2 separate regions of the Mus musculus genome follow, and region 1 is linked to region 2. Evidence: chromatin contacts called from public HiChIP or PLAC-seq data. All regions are on one chromosome and are shown on one strand. Each heading gives the region's core, a stretch centred on a gene start, on an enhancer-like site or on the middle of the called end of the contact. The rest is flanking DNA. Distances are from core to core; before and after follow the strand shown. Region 1 holds the start of Nfil3 (nuclear factor, interleukin 3, regulated). Region 2 has its middle 33 kb from the start of Gm33315.

What was found. HiChIP or PLAC-seq counts read pairs in DNA pulled down with a chosen protein or histone mark.
Region 1: a contact with region 2 is called in an H3K4me3 HiChIP or PLAC-seq map of bone marrow-derived macrophages, with 6 times the contacts expected there. The contact joins the promoter of Nfil3 here to the enhancer-like site in region 2. A contact is called at or near these places in 4 of 39 promoter capture datasets (liver, macrophages, maxillary cranial neural crest and 1 more), 2 of 15 datasets of contacts at CTCF or cohesin (CD8 T cells and the NIH/3T3 cell line), 20 of 484 Hi-C or Micro-C datasets (B cells, CD8 T cells, the N1E-115 cell line and 11 more), 28 of 115 datasets of contacts at active chromatin or transcription factors (the 230-238 cell line, CD8 T cells, DN3 thymocytes and 17 more) and 5 of 9 other capture datasets (adipose tissue, embryonic stem cells, liver and 2 more).

What each region holds. Positions count from the first base shown.
Region 1 is chr13:52,975,927-52,983,313 of GRCm38.p6, reverse strand. It overlaps Nfil3 (nuclear factor, interleukin 3, regulated), which reads left to right and starts at 2,275. Exons shown (of 2, transcript NM_017373.3): 1 at 2,275-2,453.
Region 2 is chr13:52,793,053-52,799,478 of GRCm38.p6, reverse strand. No RefSeq gene overlaps it. Among named protein-coding and RNA genes, the nearest start is that of Gm33315, 33 kb to the left of the region's middle. Within about 2 kb of position 4,103, at least 9 of the 459 cell types and tissues checked have an H3K27ac peak or open chromatin away from gene starts, as enhancers often do. A contact at or near this core is called in the SCID.adh cell line, bone marrow-derived macrophages and hematopoietic stem and progenitor cells, where this site is marked.

The DNA of each region.
Region 1 (7,387 bases), core at 1,026-3,525, 190 kb before region 2:
GATACCGATAAAGCACTTGCTTAGCACGTAGCAGTCCAGGGTTCAAGCCCCAGCACTTCCGCAAAAAACTCGTTTGAAAGTCATACTTCAATTAAAGTCCTCCACCATCTCCCTATTCGGGAGACCCTACTTACAGCCTGTTCAGTAATCAGCACACTGGAGACTTGGGGGAAATTCTCCCACCCCAGGGTTATGTTTCAATTTTCTTCTAGTTCAATTAATTGCAAGCACTTGCCCACTAGGTGGACCCCCAGGGTGTAACACCGGACGCATCATCACCCGGGTCCTGGAGACCGAGCCTCCATCACCTTGTTGAGCTGTTTTTAAGCACCAGGGGGCGCGAATGAGTTGTTTTCCAAGTTGATATCAGAGACATCTTTCACACTTCCTCTGATTTCCAAGTTAGATGACAATGACGGAAGCATAAATGTGGTGGAGGCGCAATGTAAACTGCCCCCGGGAATGAAGACAGGCATCAGATTTCAAAATTCAGTATAAAGAACAGCTTCGTGGGTCACAGCAGTCCGTTCTTCCGCTGTCAGCCTTGGGTGAGTCAGGCAAGTTCAATTTTTTTTTTTTTTTTTTTTTTTTTTTTTTTTTTTTTTTTGTGAAAACGCTATTCCCCGATTCTACCTACTTAGGGATCCTATGACATCAGTAAATTCGAGAAAAGTGGAACCGATTAACCAAATCAAGATTCGTTTACATCAAGGTAGTTAGTTCTTCGGAAAAAAACAAAACAAAAAACAAAAAAAAATCCAAACAAACAAAGTGTAAAGGGGGGAGGGGGTGTTCCCTGAACTGATCAGCACCCGTGAAAGGAGATTTATCCTCTATTGCGTATCTGTGCTATGGGGGCTTTATTGGTTAAGGGGTATTTTACCAGCTAGACTCCATCATTATTGCCCTGTGAAGGCGTCCAAAAGTCCAACGGTGAATGGCATTTAAATCACCACTGGATGTGCCTCGGAGATTATTTGTGGAGTTACTACTGTGTGTCTTGAGTAAATGGAAAGAGATCCACTTGGTGAGATGTTCCGGGTGGGGGTCCCGCACACTCACTCTTTATTTTGGGGTTTGCTTTCTTTGAAAAATGAGAAAGGAGGGGGTTGAGTGAGGGAATCATTCGAGCCCAGGTCCCACAGTCCGAGCTCAAGGACCTTGCCACCTGCCACATTCCGTATTTGGGCAAGCGCGTGCGTCACTGTCAGGAATATGGCTCCCTTTGCCAAGGCCGGCTATAATCTTACGTGTCTGTAAACGCGGGGAGTGTTTGCCACGTTCCTTTACAATAGCCAACCCGATGACTGACTTAAGAACATGCCACCAGATGCTCTGTCTCCCATTTCCTTATGTCTTTTGTACATCCCAGGAATTGGGGAAAGGGGGGTGGGGTGGGGGCTGGCTGGCGTGTTCACTGAGAACCGAAAGGAGAGGAGAACTACCAGTTCAAGATGCTTGGGGAATGCCCTCCGTGGCTTGCTCTAGCCCGAGCACCGAAAGCGGGTAGGTTTCCCAGCCGGGGACACCGAGGCCGCGGACTCTCAGGTCCTCGGAGACAGCCGCCACCTCTCCACGTGGTCGGGGACACAGACCAACCGGGTCTAGCTTGGTTTCCCAACCGTGTTACGCAACAACTTTGTAGGGGTCGTCTTCGCCCTAATTGTGTCGGGAGCGCTGTTTGTGTTACCGTTGCGGCGCTGCCCGGGAGAGGAGCGGGACATTTCAGTAGCCCGGCTGCCGCGCCCCTTTCCCGGTCTCAGAGGGGACCGTGGGCACAAGGAGGCCAAGGTCCCCGCCACGCCCGTGTCCCCATAGCCCTCACCCGGGGTTCTATTGGCAACAGGTAGCCCGGCCCTCTGTGGCTCTCCGGGAAACAAACAAACAAAAAAAGGTGCTGGCACCACGGAGCGAGCGCAGCGACCCGGAGGGCGCGGCCGGCAATGGGCAAAAGGGTCCTGGGCTCCTCTTAGGCGTGCCTCGGGTTGCTCCGCGGTGCGTCCCGTTGCGCAACATAGCGCTCGGCCTGGGTCCCCACGGACAGCGGGTAGCAGCTGCGGCCGCGGCCAGAGAAGGACGCGGACTGCCAGTGGCGCCGCGGCGGAGAGGACGGGGCGGGGCGGGGCGGGGCGGTGGGGAGCCCGCCCCTGTCGGCGCGGCCAGTGGCGGCGGGCCGGGGGCGGGCGCGGGCGCGGCGATTGGGGCGGCCGCCGCCCGTCACGGCGGGGCTGGCGGGCGGCGACGTAGCGCGGCGCTCGGAACTGACCTACTAACACACATCTCTCGGCGCGGCCACGGCGCCCGCGGACCCGGCGCGCCCGCTCGTCTCCCGCGCCGCGCCCTCGCCACCGCCCGCTGAGGGCCCGGCGGAGCTTGAATCGCGCCCCGGCGCCGCCAGCCCGGTTACAGCCGCCCTTTCTTTTCCCCCTCACGGACCAGGGAGCAGAACCACGGTAAGCGCTCCGCCCACCGGCGGCCCCGGGGGCCCTGCTCTGCTCCGTGCCCGCTCTTGGAGCGCGCGGCCGGCGGGCGTAGGGCGCGGGATGCGTGCGGGCGCGGCGCAGGGCTGGCGGGAGGCGGCGAGTGTGCGCGGGGCATGCATTACATAAACTTTTGCTGCCTTGGCAGGAGGGGGGACTCGCCACCTTAAGGTAGCTGCTTTGATTGCAGCGCCCTGGCGCCCGCACGTAGCCCGGGCTGCCGCGCGCTCCCTCCTCCTCCCCGCTATTGCATAATGTCTCCGGATTTCAGGAAAATTGATGTTTCGGTGGCGAAGAGCGCGCCGTGGAGGCGGAGTGGAGGCCGATCCTTTTAGCAGCCAGACGACTTGCCCTGCTCTCCGGGGTCTCTCCGCGCTAGTCCCCAATCCGGGCCAGCTAAGGGGAGGGTTGAGTCTTGATTTGCTTAGGAGGATTGGGAGTACCAACGGTGACGGCAATCGGAGATGCCTGCGCGGCGTTTGTTTGTGTCAGGCGCTGTGTCGGCACCGACGTTTTCCAACCCGTTTGTCGTCACCGTGTTTTACGAGCCCTCGGGAAGGTGGAGGGATGTGTCCTTTCTTACATTGCATAATGGGCCAGCGATGAAACGTGGGCACCGAGGACGAACTGATGTGAGAATGTGCGCGTGTGATTTGTGTGCAATGATTTGGTCATTTTAGCGCAGCGTTGGCTATTAGATCCTTATTGGTACCTCTGTATCGTCCCAAATACGCATATTTTAAAAAACGATTCTATGGAGTTCATTATTAAGAAAGAAGAAATCCTAGTCTTGGACACTAATGCGCGCGGGGGAGGGGGGGCTCCTTAAATGTTCCGAGGTGTTATTTTTAAAACCCGGACGAGCCATTGTGACGTTTGCCTCCCCACTTTTCCCAACTGGAATGCGATGCGTTTCATCAGCCTTTCTTTTTCTTTCTTTCTTTTTTTTTTTTCTCACCTTATCGTCATTGGCTTTTTTTTTTTTTTTTTTAAGACACCACAAGACAAATCATTACTAGATTCCTGGAAATGTGAGGTTATGTAACTGCCGAATTTGCTGGCTGTTGAGCATAGAAAGGGAGCTAATTACGTGATTTTATAATCTTGCCACAAAGAAAGTAGGGCAATCTCAGCGTTGAAGAATGTCACCATCAACAGGGGTTTTGTTGGTTCTTTTAAAGGATATTTTAAGCCGGAAAGTGACGACCGACTAAGCCTTGACATAGCTCATGCTTGCCAAATGTGTGTCTTTTACCCTAAAAGAAATGTACGTCTTTCTAAATATAGCCCTATCACATTTTAACAATCCTGGCCTCAGTGCTATTTCTGGTTTCTCCAGGGCTGTGTGCAAATACGAGCTCAAGGCCATTTGCTGTAGTTTTAACTCCACGCCTTCCAAGACCTCTGATAAGACTGTATTTTTAGGAAGGCATTTCGCAGCACCCAGAGACTGCTGGTGAACGCGGGGGCCCCATTTATCATTTTAAAGGACACTTTGGAGGAACTGCTGCGTTCAGAGGGCAACAGGGAATGGCCAAGTGACACCTTCTTTTCTGGCTTTTGTAAATAACAACGGCTAATGAGGTCAAAAGTATTTATTTCACATCATAATTTCCCCCAGATCAGATATGAGTTATGGGAAGTATATATAGGTTAGTAGATTGTATTTTTGCCTTGTATAACCTAGTTTTATTCTTGGAGATAGAATAATATGGTAAGTATCCGGATATTAAATTTCTTCCCGGATTCTTACTTAGTGTAATGATGTGTGAATATACGTATTTAATAGTGTCTGTGAGATATAGTTTTCTTAGCGTACCATTTACATAATTGAACTACAATATTATTTTAGGGGGCGGAGACATTCTAGATGATGACTCCTGGAACATATTATCCCTATTTTAGCCGTTTTCCAAGACGCTGCAGTTGCAGTAGGCCCCCCAGCAGCAGACCCTGACCCACTTTGCGTGCTGGGCTGGGAGACCCAAGCCTTCAGAGGCGGGGGGCCTGGGGGGACTTTGCAGCGCCACCTTTCATCATGCGTCCTTGCGCCCCTCGCTGGTCCGGGAGACCGGGCACGCGCCTGGCAGTGGCAGGCAGAGACCTCGACCCAAGACGCTCCCCTTGGGCAGCAACTGGACGCGCCTCGCGGTGGCCCGCGCGGCTCCCCGGCCCCTCCCGCATTCCTTTGTTCTGGCGCGGGGGTCCTCGCGGCGCCGAGGCCCCGCTGCGCCGCCCACCCGGCGGGGGGCGGGCCTGGGGAGCGGCGCGGCGTGGGGGCGCGGCCGCGAGCGGGGCGGAGGCTTGCAGGGCCGAGTTCGGTGAGCTGCGCTCGCCCGGAGCCGGTGGCCTGAGGCGGAGAGCAGGCGTGCCTCCTGGGCGCCGGCTCCGGTGGCCTTGGGCCTCGGGACAGTGCAGCCTCAGGCAGACCGAGCCAGAAGCTGACTCTACTCCGGAGCACCGCTAGCCGCGACCCCCACAGATATCTTTGTTTCTGGAGTCTCCGTTGAATTTCAGAGGCAAGATCTCTTCTCCATTCACGGAGTGAAAAAGCAGGACATCTAAATGGCTACAGAAAGAAGGGAGGGCAGTCTTGATCGTGATGGATAGGAGGGACAGTGCTTGAACATGGACAGTGGAACCCAGTTTTTTTTTTTTTTTTTTTTCTTATTGTAGCTAAAGTTTATTTGATCCAAAGCCCGGGATGATATATATGGTCGGGAGTCCCTAATTCAAAGTCACCCACATAGATGTAGCTGTCTCTCCTGTAAAAGTACCTCTCTACTTCCTCTCTCTACTTCATCACAGCTCCACGTTTCTCCCGGTGGCCTTCTGAAGCCACAGGAAAGCCTCCTGGTGTTTGGAGGGTGATCAGCTCAGGCTGCTCTCTGGATGGCAAACCTGGAATTCAGCATCAAATGATGCTCTTGGATACCCTAAGGACCCTCTTTGGGAGTCTGCTTTGGGAGATGCAAAAAAGGCAGGTGTAAGTGCTGCTCTCTCCCCAGTATATGATACTCTCTCCTCAGTATATGATAGACCTTCACTGCCTTTCAGGGAAACCTGAGGGGAAGGAAGCCCGTGGATCCGCACAGTTAAGAAGGGGCTCAGTAAATGTTTCCAGAATGCTTATGTTTGGACTGGCTTTCCTTTACGGAACCGAATCTCACAGAAAGAATGAAGACAGGTTGGTATTGGGCCTGTAAAGATTCACCTTCTCTGTTACCCCTGAATACCCTTGCCTTGTGCGTGTTACTTAATGTTTGTACCAAGATAATTCTTGAAGCATCGAAGTGCTTCAAGGTCCCAAGTAACTGGGACCTTAGGGAGTATTGGAAGAAACGGAGGTGACAAGGTCCCCACAGCAAGAGTAGCTTGGCCTTTTCCAGATCCCTGGAATTTTCTGTGACTTGAGTTCTCTAGCCTGGCTGATCTCTTCTTCTAAACCATCAGCAGTGCGCATTCTCACCTACACTTGTGCACGTGCACGCTATCTTAGAGAGAGGATACGGGGAGCTGTGTGGATGTCAATTAAAGCCAGGCCCCGTTAGACTGATGACTCTTGACCTCCATGAAGAAACCTAGGCCCGAAGTACCCAGGGCAGTCTCAAATTAGTGCCTTGCAGAAAGGACTGGAACCTGGAGTCCTCACTGCCTTGATTCAGAAATATGAAGGGCAGTTACTAAACAAGGCAGGACCCACTGGGCACCACCCCCACCCACCACCCCCACTTTACAAAACAGGTGCTCAGAGAAGCTGGGTAAGCAGTCCAGCGTAGAGTTTCAAAAGATGAGAGTTGTGCTAGCTGTGTTCATGCTCCTCCACCGTTCTGCCTGTCCCTTCAACGAGAGTGAACACAAGCTCACTGTACTTTGTGAAACAGTTTCCTTTTCTGTGTTGAGGGCTTATCTTGGCAATTATAACATCACCATGATGCAACAGCCTGCAAATTAAAACCCTTTGTGAAAGGCTGAGCACAGAGTTGAGCAAGGCCCCTGACTCACTCCCGCCAGCGGAGATTTCTAGCTGACCTAGCCGTGATCATCAGTGGGTTCCTGGGTTCCAAGATGCAGGTCTGATTGAAGCGTGGGCTGGAAAGGCGGGGTCAGAGTGCTCGGCGTTATTTTTACCCGGCTTCGGAATAATGAGGCGCACGCCTCATTATTTCCATTGTGACCCAGATGGCATTGATGCTGTTAAGAGTTGTTTATTTTTAATTTGTATTGAGGAATGAGAGCACGCTGGGGATTCAAGTCAAACATAACAAACAATGTAATTGAGGTTTCCCCCGCTGATGCTCACTTCTTGTTTTTGTCAGGTATGCCCCGCGTTTCACAGGGTTAGCACATTGTTTGATATCCTGTTATTTTTCTCGATTTTATTTGAGTTGATTTTTATCCAGATTGGACTCACAAGCGAATGTTGAAAGACACTGACCTTTGCCCACAGACAATTACATAAGAGGGTTTTTCAGTTTCAAAATGAGTTTTTATTGCCACCACCCCCACTTACCTCTCACATTTCTTTGTAACTAATTTTCCTGTAGTTAGAAACGGGTTGTGGTGGGGGAGGGGTGGGGGGCTTTTGTTTCTCGTATGGCTTTAATTAGAGTTTGGGCTTGTTTTTGAAGTTTAGTGGGGATTTGCTGGATGCCATTCGTTAATAATCCGGGCTCTGTGGACCTGGTTTCATTGGAGTTTGGGTGTTTATAAGTCTTTCACTGATCAGAACACGGTGTCTTTTATTAACTTTCTAGGGATCTTAAATGTAATTAAGTAGCCTTCAAATAAACCTTCCACTCTCTTCCTAAGGCACACGGCACAATAAATAGTACTTACAGTCACGGGCTGATTAGGAAAGTGAGTGAGAACGTTAAAAACCAGGCTGGGGAGATTGGGAACATTTC
Region 2 (6,426 bases), core at 2,854-5,353:
GCTGCTAGCAGAATACTGGCTTCCAGACAGTTAGGATGAGGGTCCTAAAGCCCACACCCACAGTGACACACTTACTCCAACAGGGCCACACCTTCTAAGAGTGACACTCCCTGGATCAAACATATACAAACCATCATACCTGGCTTTACCATTTTTTTTTTTTTTTGAAACAAAGTCTCTTAGTGGCCTGGGTCATGCTGATGTTCCTAGGCTGACTTCCTAGTGCTGGCACTAAAGCAGGGAACCGACTGTGCCTGCCTTTTTTTCTTTTAACACAGGTTCTGGAGATCAGACTCAGGTCCTTCTGTTTGCATGGTGTGATGTTATCCTGGTCAAGCGGATAGGGGTTAGCATGGCCTGTTACTTAGACTAGGTTAACGGATGTGGGGGAGACTCACCCTAAATGTGGGTGCTGCTCTTCAGTGGGCTGGGATCCTGGGTGAAATCAAGAGGAAGATGCAAATGGAGTGCCAGCTTGTGTCACTCTGTCTGTTCTGACCGGGAACACACTGCAAAGAGCCACCTCAGGCTGCTACCTCCAACGTCTGCCACAAGGGACTGTGTAGTGCCACTGAGAGCCAGGACAAACCTTTCTTTCTTTCTTTTCTTCTTTCTTTCTTTCTTTCGTTTTGTTTTGTTTTGTTTTGTTTTGTTTTGTTTTGTTTTGTTTTGTTTTGTTTTGTTTTTAGACAGGGTTTCTCTGTATAGCCTTGGCTGTCCTGAAACTCACTCTGTAGATCGGGCTGGCCTCGAACTCAGAAATCCACCTGCCTCTGCCTCCCGAGTGCTGGGATTAAAGGCGTGTGCCACCATGCCCGGCTAAACCTCTCTTTCTGAAGCTGCTTTTCAGTGAGACAGTAACCCACTCGTCCAGCAGGCATTTCAAACACAGAGCTCTACACCCAGCCCCCACTCTCTATTTCCCAGGCCCCTTCAAGAATCCAGGTGAATCCTGTCCTACCTTCTAACTACTCGGACTATGGCCTGTGGCCAGTAGTGTGCATTAAGTCTCTCTGAAGATTCAGTGTACCTTTGTAGAGTTTAAACAGCAGCAGCAGCAGCAACAACAAAAGCAAAAACCTTAAACACATACTGCATCACTGAAGAACATGCCTCTCACTCCCCGGTAACCACTCGGTGCCTACAGAGTCTCAGGGATGGCAGAGCCTTGGGAGCTTCTCAAAGCTTGGGAGCTTTAAAGTGCCCTTTAAACTGAGACAAGCAAAGGCAGATCCCCAGTGTGGGTGTCTGGCTGTGGAGGAGGAGTTCCAACACCCACCTTTATCCCTGTTGGTGCTGTGGTGGGCCCACCCCATAAGTACAGAAGAAGAGCAGCCATGGCTGCCACATGGGCAGAGCGTCCTCTGGCTTTGTCCTGGGCTGCTGCTGGTGGCTTTAGGCTTGGTGTTTAGTGCAGTGTGCAGTTTCTCATGTCGTGTAAGGAAGGAGCATGTGTTCCCTCCCTCCTTTCTTTCCTCCCTCTTTCTCTTCCTCCCTCCTTCCCTCCCTTCCCCCTCCTTCCTTTCCTTCCATTCATTCTTTTCCTTCAGGGGCAGAGGTGACACAGATCTTGGAAGACTCATCTGTGAAGCCAGGCTGTTCCCTACTGTTTAGCATCACACGATGTCCCCAGAAATTCAGAACACCACCTGCCCCAGGCTTCTGGAATCAGAATCCACATTTTAACAAGATCCCCAAACAATTCATACTCAAGTAGTAGTGCCAGGGAAGTATTAGTGGACCCCTCCCCAAATGGACAGGAGCCAATCTGATACAGATCACAACAGGGTCATTAATTTGAGCTAGCTCAAGCCCCTCAGCCTACTGCCAACACAAGTTTTGTGGAGAGAAGCCGAGAATATCTATTGGGGTAAGGCTTTATAGAAAGCATCAAGCGAGAGGTGACTGTTTCTAGCTTGGTAAGCATCTAATTGGAGAGCTACTATGGCCTTTAACATAATTGGCTGCTGCTGGGGGTCAAGCCATAAACTTAACTTCTATTCCCTCTGCAATGGTGGTTGTTAGGCAGGAGGTGGGCTTGTTGGGAATTAACCTGGAAACGGTGGCTTGTTGGGGGAAATTAACCCAGAGACACTGGTCTGTTGGAGTTAGCCTAGAAACTGGAGCTAGACTCCGGTTTTGTTAGAGGGTGACTTGGAAACTGATGTTAGGTACCAGTCTGTTAGTTTACCTGAGTTTAAGTTCTCTAAAAAGGAGCCTGAACTTAAAAGGTGTGGTCTCTCATTGTCACCTTTGACAGTTACCTTCTGCTCAGGTATACTTTGCTCTGGACGAGGAGGGTGTAGAGACTGCATGTGTGTGCATTGTTGTGGTGTGTAGCATGTGGTGTGTACTTGCTAGTGTGGCTATGTGCATGCAGATGCACAAGCACGTGAATTCATGTGTGTGGAGGCCCAGGGCTAGTGCTGGATGGTGTTCTAGGATGGCTTTCCACATTTGTGTATTTATTGAGGTAGGTGCTCTCACTGGACCTGAAGTTCACCAATCTAGCCGGTAGCCAATCAGGGCTGAGGATCTGATGTTTCCAATTCCCCCAGTGCTGAGATTATAGAGGTGTGCAGCCCTGTCCTGATTTTCACACAGCTTCTGGAATTTGAACTTAGGTCCTTGTGTTCGCAGGACAGGGACTTTTTCTACTGAATCATCTCAGGTATGGGTACTGCTGGGGACCCCTAGAGCGTGTATCACAGTACAGTGCGGGCAAGAACCTTCATCTACATGGGGGATCCTTATTTGAGTTTGCCAGCTATGAGCCCTACGTGTCCTGGCTGAGCTGGGGAGTTACATGGCTCCAACTCTGTTGCTGTATCTAGGAGCATGGGGGGGGGGGTACTTTCCTCTATGGTCTCTGAAATTCTGAGAAGTTTCTGGAAGGTGTGACAAGGATTCTGACTCAGGCTTGCTCTGTGGCCAGGCCAGGGAAGAACAGGAAGAGTTGGGCCTTGTGCTAAGGAAGGTAAGGACCCTGATGTTAACAGGAAGGGGGCTTGATGGAAAGGAATCATCAAACCCACAAGAAGCACGCTTTATTTAACAAGTTCTTGTGTAAAGCGTTCTCTGTTGAGGGCCTCCGCTTGGACAATTTATAGCCATGTGCTCCTAAATTCCTCATCATTTTCCTTATTGATTTTATTCATAGAGGCTCTGTCTCTGCCCATGGTAAAGTAGATTCAATGTTAGGTCTCTTGGTCTGAGGCTTGCTTAGTGTACATAGAGCACCCTTCCCAAGGGTATGTACAAAGCACGGCAGTGGTTCTCAGCCTTCCTAATGTTAGGATCCTTTAATACAGTTCTTCATGATGTGGTGACCCCCACCCCAACCGTAAAGTTATTTTTGCTGCTACTTCATAACTCTAATTTTGCTATTTTATGAACCATAATGTAAATATTTGTGTTTGCCCATGGTTTTAGATAACGCCAGTGAAGGGTCCTTTGAGCCCCAAAGGGATCATGACGCTCGGGTTGAGAGCCCCTGGTGTAAGCAAGCAGTTCTTCTTATCCTCCGTGGTCCTGTGCTATGCCCATGTTCTTGGGGCAACAGAAGGTTGGGGAAGGAGACACAGTGTGGAGAGAAGCCTGCTTGCAGGGTCCCAGAGACATGTGGCAGAGAGTGGATGGAAAAGGAAGGTCAAGGCTTGAGGAAGTAGTAGAGATGTGATCTCACAGGGGTGGACATGAGCAGAGGAGAGCTGAGTAATTCTGACATAGTCTTTGCTGAGCTGATGAATATCCCTAGGACGTAGGGGTCGGCACAGAGTCTACAAAAATGGGCTGATTCTTTCCACCATGGCGCAGTCACCTCATCACTCACGGGATGTTTATACTCAGTGTGGCATGAGAACTTGTGGAACAGCGCTAATGGCTTAGTAAGCAGTTCAAAATGGGTAGGCACACTTCAGGGGCATGTCCATGTCCTGCCTGGCCTATCCTCTCTAGAACTATATTTTGTCTTCTTCTAGTTCACTCTTTGGAGACAACCTCATGGTCACAAGAATTAAGGGTGCCTCCCATATCACTGTTGCATGTTGGACTTCCTCTGAGGGAGAGGATACTGACTGAGACACTGTGTGTTATTCCTACATTCTGATCAGAGGACGGGAGACTTCCCTCCCACTCAGAGATTCTGAGCATAGGGAAGTGTTCTCAGCTCCTGTCAAAGGGAACCCTTTCGTGGTTTGGACTTCCAGCCAGGTCCTGTCTCAGCTTATCTTTGTGTTGTATAGAGTCTTTGAACCAGTGCAGGTGACAAGAGTTCCAGGTTCTCTGAAACACCCCGCTCTAGGCCGAATGTGACTCTCTCAAATGGGCATGCTTATGTGTGGTAGGTATCTGTGTTCATCAAGTGGTTTTGTTTATCACTGAAACTGAAGCCCATTGGCTGGACTATCTGGCAATGAGCCCCAGGGGTCTCTCTGCTTCTGACTCTCCAGTGCTGAGATTACAGACCTAGCCTGCCCCACCTGGCTTTTTACAACAGTGCTGTGGCTCCAAACTCCAGCACTCATGCTTAGTGGGCGAGCCCTTCACCTACTTCCCAGCCCACGTATGCTGAGATCTCAGCCCTGGCATTAGGAAGCAGAGCTTTACCACATGGCTCAACAAACAGTAAGAACACCGGCTGCTCTTGCAGAGGTCCTGAGTTCAAATCCCAGCAACCACATGGTGGCTCACAACCATCTGGAATGGGGTCTGATATCCTCCTCTGGTATTCAGGTGCATACATAAAAATCAAGAGATGTGAGAGGCCATAATGGTGCACCTCATGAATGGGGTTTGTGATTTCTTATGAAAGAGATCTCAGAGAGATGCCTCTTTCCCCAGCACCTGGGTGGTGGTTAGGGTGGGGACACAGTGGGAAAGAACATCATGGAGTCAGGGAGTGGCCTGACTAACCCTAACCCTAACCCTTCCCAACATGGACTCTTCTAGCTCCTTGACCTGGGCCCTTCTCAGCTTCCGAGAAGGAAGCAATACACCACGGATGCTCACAAAGCCCTCCAGCTTACGCCACTCTGGTACAGGAGCCCAAACAGAGCAAGCTCCACCCTCTTCAGGTTTCTTCATATCACCAGCTGTGCCAGGCTGATGCCAAATCAGACTCACTGGCAAACTCCTTATTATAAAGTTTTCAGTCCTATTAAACCAGCAAAGTCCCTTTTGTTCACCGTTTAATATGACATACATCTTCAGGTTCCAGGCACTAGGGCACAGATGGGCACCTTGGTTGGGGGAAAAAGACCCCTTGATGGAGGAAAGCCGTCCCTCTCCCAGCCTCTGCAGGAATGTCCATGACATGGGGGATGAGGCCATGTTGCTGTACCAGAGGGAATGTAAGTAATTTGTCCAGATTTTTACTGTCCCAGAGGAATGAAATAGTTGGTGGTTTCCCAGTGAGAAAACCACTAAGCTGCTGCCCTTGATACACGGTGCTCCACACAGTTAGAACATGGAAAGATTTTCATGACGGCACCTTTCCTTAAAGACACCCCGGGAATCTAGAGCCAGATACTGCTGATCTGAAAGACACTCAGGTGGCCTTTCAGCTTCACAAAGGCTGAGAAGTTCCCACCTTGGGGGCGAGGGGGGGATTGTAGCATCCTCTTCTATTAGTGGTAAGAGTCACTAAAAAGGCCAAACCCACAGAGCACAGTGCGGTCACGGTGCTGCAGAGAGGAAGGGGACAGTCAAGGTGAAGGAAACAGAAGTCTGTGGTTGAAAGCAGTTTCAGTATGACTGACGGCATTTCTCCGGAAAAACTAAGTTGTTGTGCTTCAGTGTAGCCGGACAGTGTCAGAAACCAGATGAGTGTACAGTTAGGGACCCCTGCCACTGGGCATGTGCGTGTGTGTGTGTGTGCATGTGCGTGTGTGTGTATGTGTGTGCGTTCACGTGCACACCGTGTGTGCATGCGTGCTTGCATGCATGTTGGGGAGTAGGTCCTAGTTATCCCCTTTATAAAGCATTCCTGAGTGTAGAGGCTTAAGGCTGCCATGTTTCACTGTCCAGCTCTGTGGGTGACCTAGGCTAGCAGAGTGCTCTATTGGACTTCCAAGGCCCATTGACTGGTAAATGACAGCAGGCCTCCCTGAAGCACCTGTCCCCAGGAGTGAGGTGTGAAACAGGGTGGTGGTCCTTGCAGCTGCCAGGGCCTTTCTCTCAGGTAGATGGACTTTTAAAATGAGAAAGTATCAAGTTTCTATAAAGGTTAAAGACTTCAAACTTTGTAAACCATTGCAGTCTCTACCAGACGCTTCCAACTCCACCCTTGACACACAGAGGTAGCCACTGAGCAAAGAGATGTGGTTATGTTGAAAGAAAACCTATTTACAAAAACAGATAGTGGGCTGGACACAGCTCAGGACTATAATTTGCCTCCCTCACTCTTCTAGGCTGGCTCAGGTTAAG